Linked DNA regions of Mus musculus: region 1 is linked to region 2. Evidence: chromatin contacts called from public Hi-C data. All regions are on one chromosome and are shown on one strand. The core of a region is the stretch at or near the end of the contact, and the rest is flanking DNA. Distances in the headings are between cores, read along the strand shown.

What was found. A called contact is a pair of places that touch in the nucleus more often than the background predicts.
Region 1: a contact with region 2 is called in a Hi-C map of cortical neurons, with 3 times the contacts expected there. The contact joins two enhancer-like sites. A contact is called at or near these places in 8 of 484 Hi-C or Micro-C datasets (CD4 T cells, Th1 cells, cerebral cortex and 2 more) and 6 of 115 datasets of contacts at active chromatin or transcription factors (astrocytes, embryonic basal ganglia, embryonic fibroblasts and 3 more).

What each region holds. Positions count from the first base shown.
Region 1 is chr16:95,337,697-95,344,377 of GRCm38.p6, reverse strand. No RefSeq gene overlaps it. Among named protein-coding and RNA genes, the nearest start is that of Gm31641, 81 kb to the right of the region's middle. Within about 2 kb of position 2,772, at least 55 of the 459 cell types and tissues checked have an H3K27ac peak or open chromatin away from gene starts, as enhancers often do. A contact at or near this core is called in cortical neurons, where this site is marked.
Region 2 is chr16:94,715,770-94,721,766 of GRCm38.p6, reverse strand. No RefSeq gene overlaps it. Among named protein-coding and RNA genes, the nearest start is that of Gm41504, 4.9 kb to the right of the region's middle. Within about 2 kb of position 2,751, at least 12 of the 459 cell types and tissues checked have an H3K27ac peak or open chromatin away from gene starts, as enhancers often do. A contact at or near this core is called in cortical neurons, where this site is marked.

The sequences.
Region 1 (6,681 bases), core at 1,523-4,022, 620 kb before region 2:
CCCTCCCCCTTCCCTCCCTCCATCCCCTCTTCTCTGACATTTTGTCACCTGATTTGGCTTGCCCTCTCCTCCACTTTGTGCTCCATCAGTGCCAAAAGGTGGAGGATTCTCCGCTCTGGATTGCAGTGCGTGTAATAGACCTTCCTCACATCTGAACCCGAGCAGAGCCGGAACGTGTCAGCATGTGTCCCTACATGTATGTCTCTGGGCTCCTGCCTGTATGAGTCAATTTCATGCAATACTGTCTAGCTCACACTCTGTGGGGAAGAGAGTGAATATAGTTTTTCTTTAATTAGAAAATGACCCTAAAGAAGAAGAAGCAAGGAGAAGCCCTGGCTGGGCAGATTCACTTATGGTCACCAGGCTGTGCGGAGGGGGGGGGGGGGGGGACGGGGACGGGGACATGGCAGTCATTGGAACTATGCCTCTTGCAGATTGTCAGGCCTCACCTTCCAAGATCCAGTCACTGTCTCCATGTGAGGCAAGGAGAACCATATCACTAGACAGAAAAACTGGGAAGGTCGGGCAGATTAAGAAATCCCAGCAAGTCTCACAATTGATAACAGAAGGCGATTGAATCTGCTCCCAATCCAGTTCCTGTGCCGGAGCACGTGACCACGACACCCCACTAAGAAGACCGTGGCAACTGGTCATGTAGCTTAGAGCCTAGAGTTCTCCATGCTAATGGGGTATCTAGACGGGCCGCCTCAGGGTTTAGCCAATAAGGTTCCCTTTCCCAGACATTCCCTCCTGCAAAAGGTATTTAACCTCTGGTCCACCCTGAGTAAGTTGTATGCATCCATTTTTCCACTATGAATAAACAATTTGAACAAGCAAGGACTGTCTCTCTCATAAGACCTGATGTGGGGAAAGGCCTTCATTACAGAGTCACACGGCGCAGAAGGCCCCTGAGCTCTAGACGTTCACTCTAGGCTAAGTCAGATTCCCCACACCCTCCAACCCTAGGCTCAGCACTGGCCTGAGGGGGCCCATTCCCATCTCATGAAGTCCAGCAGCGTCTGGGTGCCTGGGAGCTTTGAGAACCACAGCCTTGGCTCCAGCCTGTGCGGTTTCTCACCGGGGTTGGGGTCCCCATCTTAGGCTGCCTTCCATCTTCCCTGAGCGAGTATCAAGTGTTCCAGACACCCAGATGGTGATGAAGATGGAACGTAGCCTAGCGCCCCTGCATTTTGTCTTCCGGAGCGGCGTTCACACACCCCAGCGGCGAGGCGGAACATGGACCCACATCTCCACTATATCACTGGGCTTTCCCTATGGGACTTGCTACTCCACTGAATAACAGGGCAGAGGGGCAGTCTCTGAGGGGAAGAGAGCCAGCCCAAGTGGCCCAGTGGTGCTGCCCTCAGGGTTTCCAGTAATAGCAGAGACCAATTCTTTGATGCCCTCAGGAAGAGCATGATGGCAAGACATCTCTGTGGTCACAGACTTGTGGTTCTTCACAAAGCGTGGGTCTGGACTCCCAGCATCCTTCAGTCTGTGTAGGTTCATTCTCTATTGCTCCATCAGACGCCTGCAATTTTAAAGGGCTGATTTCTCTGAGTGAGAGAGTGCGGGTAGAAAGGAGACCTTCGCGTAGTAGAGCACCGTGAAGCTGCGGTGTGACGCTCTCCCACAGAGCCTATTTCCCTGTTTGGATAACGGCAATTTATTATTCCATTGCCTTTAAAGATGGAGTCCATCATTCCGATTAATTTAACTGGGGAAATGTATGCATGTGATCTAATGGAGCAAACAGGCATGGGGAATGATTTTAGTCAGACTGCCCGGAATGGTCTTATTTTAACACAGTACATAATGGCCTCTGCTCACTTAGTAGCCAATTGTTAAACGAGGTGGCCAAGGAAACTGAGTCTGGCCAGGCAGAGAAGAGGCTGGTCCTATCTCTAGTTCTGCTGTAGGCTCCACCCTTGCTCCCAGGTGCCCCCAGCTGAGTCTGAAAATAGGGTCCTGGTTTCTGGGTGTCTGACTATTCCGGGTGGCTTCTGCAGTCAGCCTTGTTATGGACAAGGAAACTGAGGCGACAGGGACTCTCACCTGCCTAAGTCACCACGTCGAAACAGAACATTGACTGGAGGTGGAGTTCTCAGTTCCGGGGCCAGCACCTAACTGCCTTGCCACAGAGCTTTGAACAGTCTGTGAGATGAAAGGGCCCTCTACTGGAAGGGGGAGCATAAAACACTCACAGAGTCCTCACTATAGAGGCTGCGCTTAATCAGACAGTCAGGGAAAGGCTTGCATTGGGAAACAGAAGGAAGACACGCAAAACCCCGGTAAAGAGTGATTACCAGAGGCTGAGATAGAATACATACAGAATTAAAGCACTAGCTCAGTATGCGTAAGACTCTGGCTATATCCCAGGAGGTACAGGAATATAAGAGGAAAAACTGCAGGTAAGGTAGCTCGTGCCTGTTGATCCCAGCATTTGGGCAATGGAAGCAGGGGTATCAGGAGTTCAAGGTCACCCTCTGCTACACAGCAAATTCCAGGTCAGCCTGGCTGGAAAAACTAAGAGTGAGAGGAGATTGGAAAATGACAGAGGAAAAGAAAAGAAAACTGTTAGAGCCTTGAGGTTCCAAGATTGGCGCAAGACACACTATGCCTGCCGGAAACCAGCTTTCTTCCACGGGGACGTCAATACCGCGATGTTCCAGAAGGTGGTGCCAGTGTTTCCTAAACCAGCTCAGCACCTCCGGTAGCACTCTTTACCCTTATCCCATCCTTTGTGGGTAGCTTTGGTTTTAAACAGAAAAAGCCTTCGCCTCAACCCCAGGCTGTGGGGAAAACACGCCCTCTGCTGGCGGACTCAGACCGTGTGTGTGTGTGTGTGTGTGTGTGTGTGTGTGTGTGTGCGCGCGCGCGCGCGTACAGTGCACCCAAGCTGTGCTTTGACAGGAGGATCTGGAGACAGGGAGGTTGAAGGGAACCCAGACCTGGGAGCAAGCCCAACTTCTCTCAGCCAAGGCTCTCTGAATAGATGGTTGTTATTTTAGTCCCTACTGCACAGGCCAGAAATGAAGCTCAGACAGGACGCAGCCTGCTAAGGTGGCAGGCCCATCCAGAGCGAGGCTGGCAAGCCTGGTCTTCCCAGCCTGCTGTCAACAACCCACAAAGCTCCTTGTGTACCCAGTAGTCAGTGCGTTCAGAATGTCACCAGAGGGGGATGACGGAAAAATCCCAGTGCTAATTTGTCTTCGTAGTGTTTGCTTTTGTCCTGAAGGCGGAAGCTGATCCTATTAATTGAGGGTTTCAATTAGTTGCACTCAGGCTAACTCTAGGTTTAGTGCGATCCCTTCCCCTTCCCGATCCCCCAGTGACGAAGTGCCTGTAATCTCCGAGGCTTAATATCCTTTACAGGAACTGTGAATAAGCTTGAGTTTTAGGAAGAGGAAGGCAGTGAAAAAGGAGGCCTCTCATTCCAAGGTCCTTAGTCCCACCCTGCAGTGTCATCCACTGGCTAAAGCTTTAGATGTTAAAGATCAGGCTGAACGTGAAATCTGTCTCTCTGTCTCTGTGTCTCTCTCTCCTCCCTCTCTCTCTCTCTCCTCTCTCTCTTTCTCTCTTTCTCTCTGTTTCTCTTTGTATCTCTCCTCTCTTCTCTCTCTTTCTGTCTCTCGCTTTCTCTGTGTGTCTCTCTGTCTGTCTCTGTCTCTCTGTGTGTCTTTCTCTCTCTTTTCCCTTTCTCGCTGTATCTTGCTGTCTCTGTCGCTCTCTGTGTCTCTCTGTCTCTCTCATCTCTTCTCTCTCCTTTCTCTCTTTCTCTCTCTGTCTCTGGCTCTCTGTCTGTCTCTGCATCTCTCTCATCTCTGTGTGTCTCGCTGTCTCTGCCTTTCTGTATCTCTCTCCTCTTTTCTCTCCCTGTCACATCCTACTTCCCCAGTCTCCCACTCTCTCTTCTCTCTATCCCTTTGTCCATTCCTTCCATCTTAATCTCTTTCCCTCACTGCCTCCTTCTGTCTTCTCTGCATCCTTTTATTTCTTTACCTCTTCCTTCTTCCTAAACTCCTGTGTTCTCCTTTCTCTTCTTTCTCCCATTTCTCTCCTTTCTTCTTCTCCCCTCCTTTCTTCCTTCCTTTGTTTCTCTCTTCCCTCTGTCTGTCTGTCTTTTTTTCTCCAAGGTACTGACTGGTAGGGAAGGTACAGTTACCACAGCTGACACCGAGGAGACCAAAGATTCTTAGAGTTTAATGTGCCCTGAAGGAAGTAGCTTTAAGATCTTATAAAAGACAGACTCGGGTGTGGGCCCAGGGTGAGCCTGAGGTCTTTCTTGTCTGGCAAAAGCTCCTGAATGCTTCTGAGCCAGCAGTCCAGGCGACAAGGCATGTGGCGCTATCAGAGGATGCAGTGTAGTGTGGAGGGGCTAAGGGGCTTCTGACTGTTGTTAATGAAGCCTGGCTCTAGAGGGTAACCAGAGGCTCCATGACAGCTACTTTCAACCAACTTCTCTGAAACCAGCAGCTTTGAGCATGGCTGTTGGGAATGCTTTGAGATCAACAGGCTCTCGTCAAATCAGAGTGGGGATGGGAGGGCCAGAAATGTAGGAGGACAGGGCGAACAGCTGTCACTCTCTTAGGAATCTTCTCACTGGATATTGGGTATGTCAGTTAACTACCCATTACTGTCATAAAATACCTTAAGCTGATAACCTTACAAAGAAAAGAAATTCACTGGGAAGTTGCAAGTCTAAATAGCCTGGTCCCAGCTCAGGTGAGTGTTCTCTCAACTGTATTCCAACATGGAGAACAGGTTCTTTGCAGAGGCATCTGTAAAAGAACGTGGCGAGGTGAGGAAACCAGAGACACACCAAGGAAGGCCAGGCTTGGTCTTCTAAAATACCCTGCTCCTTACAGGAAAACTGCACCAACCCCCTCTCAAGAGCAGAACCCTCTTGAGATTACATCCCTGACATTTGGTCCATGAGAGGATACACTTAAACCCCAGCAATGGAGGAAGGAGGGTGACTGGCTTGTGCTGTCTCAGAGAGGACTTCACCCAGGCCCTAGGTCCTCTTAACCAAGAGAACCAGTTGACACTGCACATGTGACCCTAGGGTTGTTTCTACTGTGCTGGGCAATCTCAGGGGCAGCCCTGGGTGCATCTGGTTTACTGGGTATGAATGCCCCTGCCGCCTCCATGAGTAGCTCCCTCTAAGTCAGGCTTGAGGCTTTTCCTTCAGTCTGGCTCACTTGGCCATAGGTGCTGCTGGGTGGAGCTCTGAGTTTACCCTGCCCCTCCTTTACATTAGCTGGCCCACAGCTCCAGGTATGGGTCAGTACTGAGCCCCGAGATGAGACCTGGGTCCTCCTCGTGGCCACTTGCCTCCCTGTCACTGAGCAGTGTTACTCGGACGGTACCTTCTTTTAGATCATCTATTTATTCATTGATTATTTGCCAGTATATATCACAATTTGAGCATGTTCCTCAGGCCCCCTCCAACCCACCGCACACCCCCCCATCATTCCAGAAAGAACTTAGTGTCAGGACTGGTCTCTGCTCAGCCCTTACTCGGGCCTCTTCTCACAGATGTTGACAGTCACTCTACAGGGACTCTGTGCTTCCTGGTGCCAAGGCCTCACTTGAGAACAGAGTCTGCATCAAAGAGGTGCCTCATGCTGTTCTCATATCCTTCCTGCCTCCACCCTAGGAATCAGGGTGGGCTCTTGGCTCTTCCTAGGAGCCTCTGCCACCCTCACAAGGTATAGGAAGCACTCTCTTGACCCATGTGGGCTTTGAGTGTCTCAGAGACCATCCTGACATCTCTGGTGCTGGGGCCTGAACTTTTCTCAGACCCCCCAACGTGCTTTTTTTCCCTCTGTCTGTTCGTGTTCTTATCCCTCTGTCTGTCTGTCTATGATGTTAACTCTTCCAGTAACTCTTGTATTCTGAAGTCTCATGTCCTCTTGAACTACCTGAGCCCCATAAAACATAGCACTCTCTTTTATTTCCAGCTTCTTCACTGGTTAGTTTAATTCATGTTCCCTACACTTACCCTTACACACACACACACACACACACACACACACACACACACACACGTAAAACACACATATGCACACACATATATATCACATATATAACACACATATCACACACATATAACAATATATATAACATATATATAACACATACAAACTACACACACATATATAAAACACACCACACACACACACACACACACACACACACACACTCACGAGGTTTTATGTTTTTTTAAGGTCTAAGGACCACTAGTGAGATAAAATAAATTAGTCTTCCTGAGAATGATCTAATTCACTTAATGTAATGATCTCAAGTTTCATGCATTTTTTCCTGTAAATAGCGTAACTTTATTCTCCTTCAGTGAGTGAGTCATGTTTCTCTTACCCAGCCCTCGGCTGATGGACACCTAAGCTGGTTCCAGAGCTCAGCTATTGTGCTGTGGAGAACTCTTTAATTTGTCTTGGACTTTGGCTCAAGTATGTCTCTTGTTCCATCTGTCAGTCATCTTTTTAATGCCATATCAAGACCGAACTCTCCTGCTTATTCTGACCCTTTCTGACCCTTTCTTTGGCTCTCAGAAAAGGCTACCAAGAAAACCCAAACACCTATTATCTGAAGAGCTTGTGTGGCCTGCGCTACTCTGATGCCAAGTCACCCGCATCTCCCAGGAAGAGGTCCTGTGGC
Region 2 (5,997 bases), core at 1,502-4,001:
TTTGACATTGCTATCTTTAGAAGCAGCACGAGCCGTTTGGATCCACCTGTGGTTATCTTTTGGCAGGGCCCTGGCCTTATAAAGACACACATGGCCATGCCACTCAGACCAAAGGAATTCAGACGCATCGCCTCAGAGCTCTGAAAATAATACTCCCCATTTAGGGACTGCAGGGTAGGGGTGCTCAGAGCTCAGCTCCACTTGTTAAGATGCTGCACAAGAAAATCAAGGAGTTACGTATGGTAACAAATGCAGATTCCCTACATTCCTCCACTCTGAAATCTTCGTCAGAAGAGGCTGGAATTCTGTGCTTCACGGGCTTCTGCAGCTGTGGGTACTGGTGCCCACAGAACATACTTTCAGACCCCCAAACATTAGTGTCTGAAGATACTGCCTCCCGAAGCTGAGTGGACGTCGGGCCAATGTACAAGCCAGTCGTCTGAAGGCTAGAAGGCAGCACTCTTAACTGCTGAACCATGGGATGCTTGGGAGGCAAGGAGTTAAGTCAGGTCAGGTCAGCCTTCCTTGTAGACTCCATGTGTCCATCGTTATTTTAGCTCTTATTTCCAACAAAAGTCCCTGGACCTAGCCGGGCAGTGGTGGCGCACGCCTGTAATCCCAGCACTTGGGAGGTGAGACAGGTGGATTTCTGAGGTCGAGGCTAGCCTGGTCTACAGAGTGAGTTCCAGGACAGCCAGGACTGCACAGAGAAACTCTGTCTCAAAAAACCAAAAAGAAAAAGAAAAAAGAAAAAAAAAGTCCCTGGACCAGACAGCTGTCACACCAGCTGTGACTCAGGTCAGAGCATCACTCAACCCTCATCAGAGAATCTCCCTCTTGCAGCAGATGGTGACAAAATACCCCTGGGCAATGTGCAGAGGGTGAGAGACCTCCCTAACGCACTCTGCCCTAACTGGGATATCTTCATCGGACCCCTTCCTCAAAACCCAGAAATCTACCAGAAGAAAAGACAGAATTACTGTAAGAGTGAGAGGCTGACTCCCAGGAACCAGCACGGGTGAACTCAGACAATACAGCTCCTGGAAGCCCTGCACTGAGTCAGGCCAGACCAGGTCCCAGCACTAAGAGGGGAAGTGAACCGAAAGCCCCGCCCCTGACCAAGAAGTTATTGCAAGTGAGAGGTCCTCAAAGGAGTGACACTGGCCACATCAACAACACTCCAGGGCAGGCCCTGTGCCTAGGAGTACTTGGTCAACACAAAACAGACCTCCATGTTTTGTGGGTTTAGTTTCGTTGTTTGGTGATTTGGGGTTTCTTTTCTTTTTATTGTTTTTACTTTTTTTTTTTGTATATTGTTTTACTTAGGTGGGGTTGTTTTTACAGGAAGAGAAAATGTACGGTTGGTTAGGTAGGGAGGTGGGAAGGATCTGGGAAATGTTGGGGGAGAGGAAAGAATATAATCAAAATATATTGTTATAAAATTTTTAATAATTGTTTTTAATTCCCTAGATCAGTGGTTCTCAACCTTCTCAATGCTACAACCCTGTAATATAGTCCCTTGCGTTGTGGAGACCCCCAATCATAAAGTTATTTTCATTGCTACTTTATAACTGCAGTTTTGCTACTGTTATGAATCGGGATGTAAATATCTGTTTTCTGATGGTCTTGGAGACCCCTATGAAAGGGTCATTCAACCCCAAAGGTGACCCACAGGTTGAGAACTGTGACCTAGATCAAATGTCCCTTTCTAGCAGGTATTTACAGCAAGACTAAAAGTGAGGGAAATATAGATTTCTATTGATAAAGTGACCATCCACCATTGCAGGGGGCTCCCCCACCATTGCAGGGGGGCTCCCCCACCATTGCAGGGGGGCTCCCCCACCATTGCAGGGGGCTCCCCCACCATTGCAGGGGGGCTCCCCCACCATTGCAGGGGGGCTCCCCCACCATTGCAGGGGGCTCCCCCACCATTGCAGGGGGGCTCCCCCACCTTCTCCCAGTCCTTGACGCCTAGACTCTTGGCCTCTCTGTCATCTGCAGGAAATGGAAAATAACTTTCCCAGCCCCATATGTGTCCTTGAGTTTATGGCTTACAGCAGCAGCACCCTCTGTCCCTAACAGGAATGCTCCTTCTCTCTGGTCCCCCAGACTCTGATGTGTCCCTTTAAGCACATACCCAGCGGGCACCTGCATGCCTGACAGAAGAAAGAGCAGATTACATGTCTGTGCCGGGCAGCCCTCTGGAAGATGGTCTGTGCCCAGTACAGCAGAAACTGGAAAGCTAGCTCCTTGGCTCTGTATCCCACAAAACGTTAAGCCAAAAACTTAGGTGGGACTCCCACCTTAGACTTCCAGAGCCCTGCATTTGACAAACACCTTCCTAATTCTTCATAATTGGTTCTCAACCACAGGACAGGACCACAGCCCAGGGCATCAGACCAGGATGACTTTTTTTTTTCCATAACAAAAAGGCAGAGTCATGACATGACATGGAGTTTGTTTGCGACTGTGAATTAATGTGTCAGTGGCAACACAGACCTGTGCAATGTTAAATCCCATTAGACACTCAGCAGAGCCTAATTCCTGTAAAAAGTCAGGATCCACTCACGGAGCCTGCCCTGCAGAATCTGGGGTGTGTGGTTGCCGTAGTAATTGATGCCTTCAAGAACAAACCCATGCTTGGCTAATTACAGCTTTCTATTTTTAAACTCATCTCTGCTCTTCTCCCCCAACCCAACATTTCTCCAGGATACCAGCAGTAAAATACTATTACTGCTAACAGCACAGCCTGTGCTGGCTCAGAATAACTTGTTTGCAGCCTACCCCAGCACACAAAGACTCGGTGGGTGCCTTTAAAGGATCCCCCCCCTCCCAAAGCTTCACAAACGATGCAGAGTTCTGGAACTATGTCCCACTTGTGAGCTCCCAGGGTTAAGGGTAAGGCTTGCCCTGGTTGGCCTGTAGCCTCCCAGAGCCATGAATGACCCAGGCCATCTTGCTGTTTCATGATAGCTCTGGGGGGCCAGGTCATGAGATCTGTGTAAATCAGCTCTCGAGAGCTTGCTTGCTGCAGAGGTAGCCCACAGCCCAGGAAGAAGCTTCCAACATTGGGCTAAAGGCAGTCTCACCAACTCTGCCTGAAGGCTATTCTTCCCTGCACAGGAATGAGTGGGACTAACAGACAACCTCTCCAATGAGAACTGCTCTCTGTGACAGGCAAGTCCAGCATCGTCATTCACAGGCTTCCTGACCTCAGGATTTAAGTAGCAGAATCATCCTCTCTAACAGTTCTGGAGTCTGTCTTTGACATTATCAGCAGGGGTGTGCCCTCAAAGGCACCAGACCCACCTTCCAGACCAGGTCATTGCCAAGTTTTAGTTACAGGATTGGAGCCACACCCCGATGTCTTTCTCCTCTCTACACACTCTTCCCGGCAGGTCTAGTCTAGCCACCAAGCATACTGGATTAGGACCCTCCCTACCCTGTTACTGCCTATGCAAGTAGTCTCACTATGGGCCATTTGTTCTGCCTCACGTTGCATATAGTATACCTTGTGTGTCACCAGTGTGTCTCAGGATCTATTATGCAAGGTGTCTTGAAAGGGCCCAAAGGAGTCGGAGTAGGTGACCATCAAGGCTCCATGCCCATGAGATTGCAATACCATGAAGTTCAAGCAGTCCCACTGAGCCCCTCACACTGAGCACAGGCCAAATGTGGCCCGGGGAACGTTCACAATCTTCCTTTTTTCTTTCTACCTAAGGTATGCAGAGGGAAAGCAGAGAAACTCAGGCTCAAAGCCTTCTTCTAAGATGCCAGGAAGCTTTTGTTTACATGAGAGATGGCACTCAATCTTTGCCATATTGAAACTGAGAAAACTGTTTAAATTTAAAAAGAAAATCAGTGCCCATATACATGACACTCTTATGGGGGAAAAAAAAACCCACATTTTCTAGAATAAGAGCTTCACACTTGGCATTATGTGTCATTCTAGAGTCTTGCTCCCGTGGCCGGTCTGTGCCTCTGTCACAAGTCATGGAGTCCTTGAAAAATGTTCAGGAGGGAAGAAAGTTGAACAGCCTTAGGGCTGTTATGAATAAAGCCTTCTGACACCACAGGTACCTTAAAAGCAGCTTAGGAACCCCAGGAGTCCCTGATATCATGGCCACAGACTCAACCGTATGTCCTTAGACAGGGGTTAGACCAACTTCAGGGCCACAGCAGGAACGGCAATGCTTAGAGGGATCGTGGGCACATACTTGTCACAGGAGGGCAGAGTACACCATGAGAGGACACTAATCAGAGCCTACCCTAGTCAGAGAGAAGCTAATGGCTCAGAAGTTAGGGGAAGTCCTCAAACCTGAGCAGGAAGAAGAAGTCAAAGTTAGGGGCATTGAACCCTCAACCGCCTGACTTCAGTTTACATGGAAAGCCCCCCATGGTGGCAGGTCCCCATAACCCCAGGACTAGGGAACAGGAGGTAGACAACGGGATCACTGACGCTCACTGGCCAGGGAGTCTAGCCAAATTGCTAGGCTCTCGGTTCAGGAAGAGGCTTTGTCCTAAACGGCGGCGAAGTAGAGAGTGACGAGAGGAGATAAGACTGCTCTTGCATAAGACCCGACTCAGTTCCCAGCACCCACATCAGAGGGCTCACAACCGAGGTGGAACCTTCTGGTTTTTTTGGAAAGCCAGTTATGTCAAATGAGGTTTTGCTGGGGCACACAGATGATGGGATGCTTTGCTAAAGTGGACACGTGGAAGGTTTTCCTGAAGCAGACCCAGGTGAAAGGACACTTGATGGTGTAAATATGTCCCCACAGGCAGTGGGAGCTTGGAGCCTTGGTTAGCTTTGGTCCACCTGGATATTCTTCTTGGCTAATGACAGGTATGTATTGGTTTGCCAACATGTATGTATACACGTATGTATCAATTTGCTGACAGGTATGTATCAGTTCGCTTTACACTGCATTGCTGAGCTTCACTCATGGTGATGCCATAGTGAGAAACTCACCAAAGAACTTTGCATGAGGTTCCCGCAGCGTCTTGCCACTTCTGTGGCCTCTGGCCGGTTGGCAAGCCTTATGGTTTCTTCTGGATTGAGCTGCCCTTGCTGGTTCGTGTGTGGTGCCTGCCCAGAGGCCTGGACTGCAGCTACTGATATCCTGACAACGAAGACTGGATTCTCCCACAAGGAACTATTTCTCAGCAGGTCCACTTCCCCCGTGTCCTAATAACTTTTCCTTTCCACTTCCTCTGGTGGGTGGTAGGCTAGAGGGGAGGTTGAACACTTGTTAAAGTAGGTTGGAAAAAATATATGCTTACACACAACTGCCTGTAACTCCAGCTCCAGGATCTCCAGCGCCCTCTCATGGCCCCCAGGAACACTGCACTCACATGCATATACCTACACACAGACACATAATACAAATTTACATCAAAATTTGAAACACTTAAAAAGTGAGTAGAGAGAAACACAGAAACAAGAAAACCCCTTATAATTTTTCAGTTCTGTCCTTTCTATGTCAGTCCCAAAATTCTTGGCAGGAAGAAATGGTCGGCTTTTTAGCAGGTGCTAAGAGGAAGTGGGCATCAACACAGCCTCTAGTCCCAACACAAGACCCTCCTGTGGCAACACGAAGGCTCTTGCTTCCAGCCCTCACTCGGCCTCTGACCCACTGCCTTTTCCCCCCTCTTCCTCCCAGTGACTTCAGGGTACCTGGATCAGCTTCTCAGAGCATGAAAGGAAGAAAGCAGGGAAGCTCTGGCTGGGAAAGACCAGACCAACACTATTACACTCTTCTGGGGGAGAGTGTGTTACGCCTGGGAATTTTATCAAAAAAGCAATGGACATTCTTAGAGTCTACTTTTAACTTTTAATTCTATATAAAATGCTTGTGTTAGGAGTGTTTTAATAAAGGAGGGCTAATCTGAAACTGCCAGTCCTATTTATTATGTGAAGAGGGTTCATTTCTTCACATCTATTTGTGGGGTGTGTGTGTGTGTGTGTGTGTGTGTGTGTGTGTGTGTGTGTGTGTG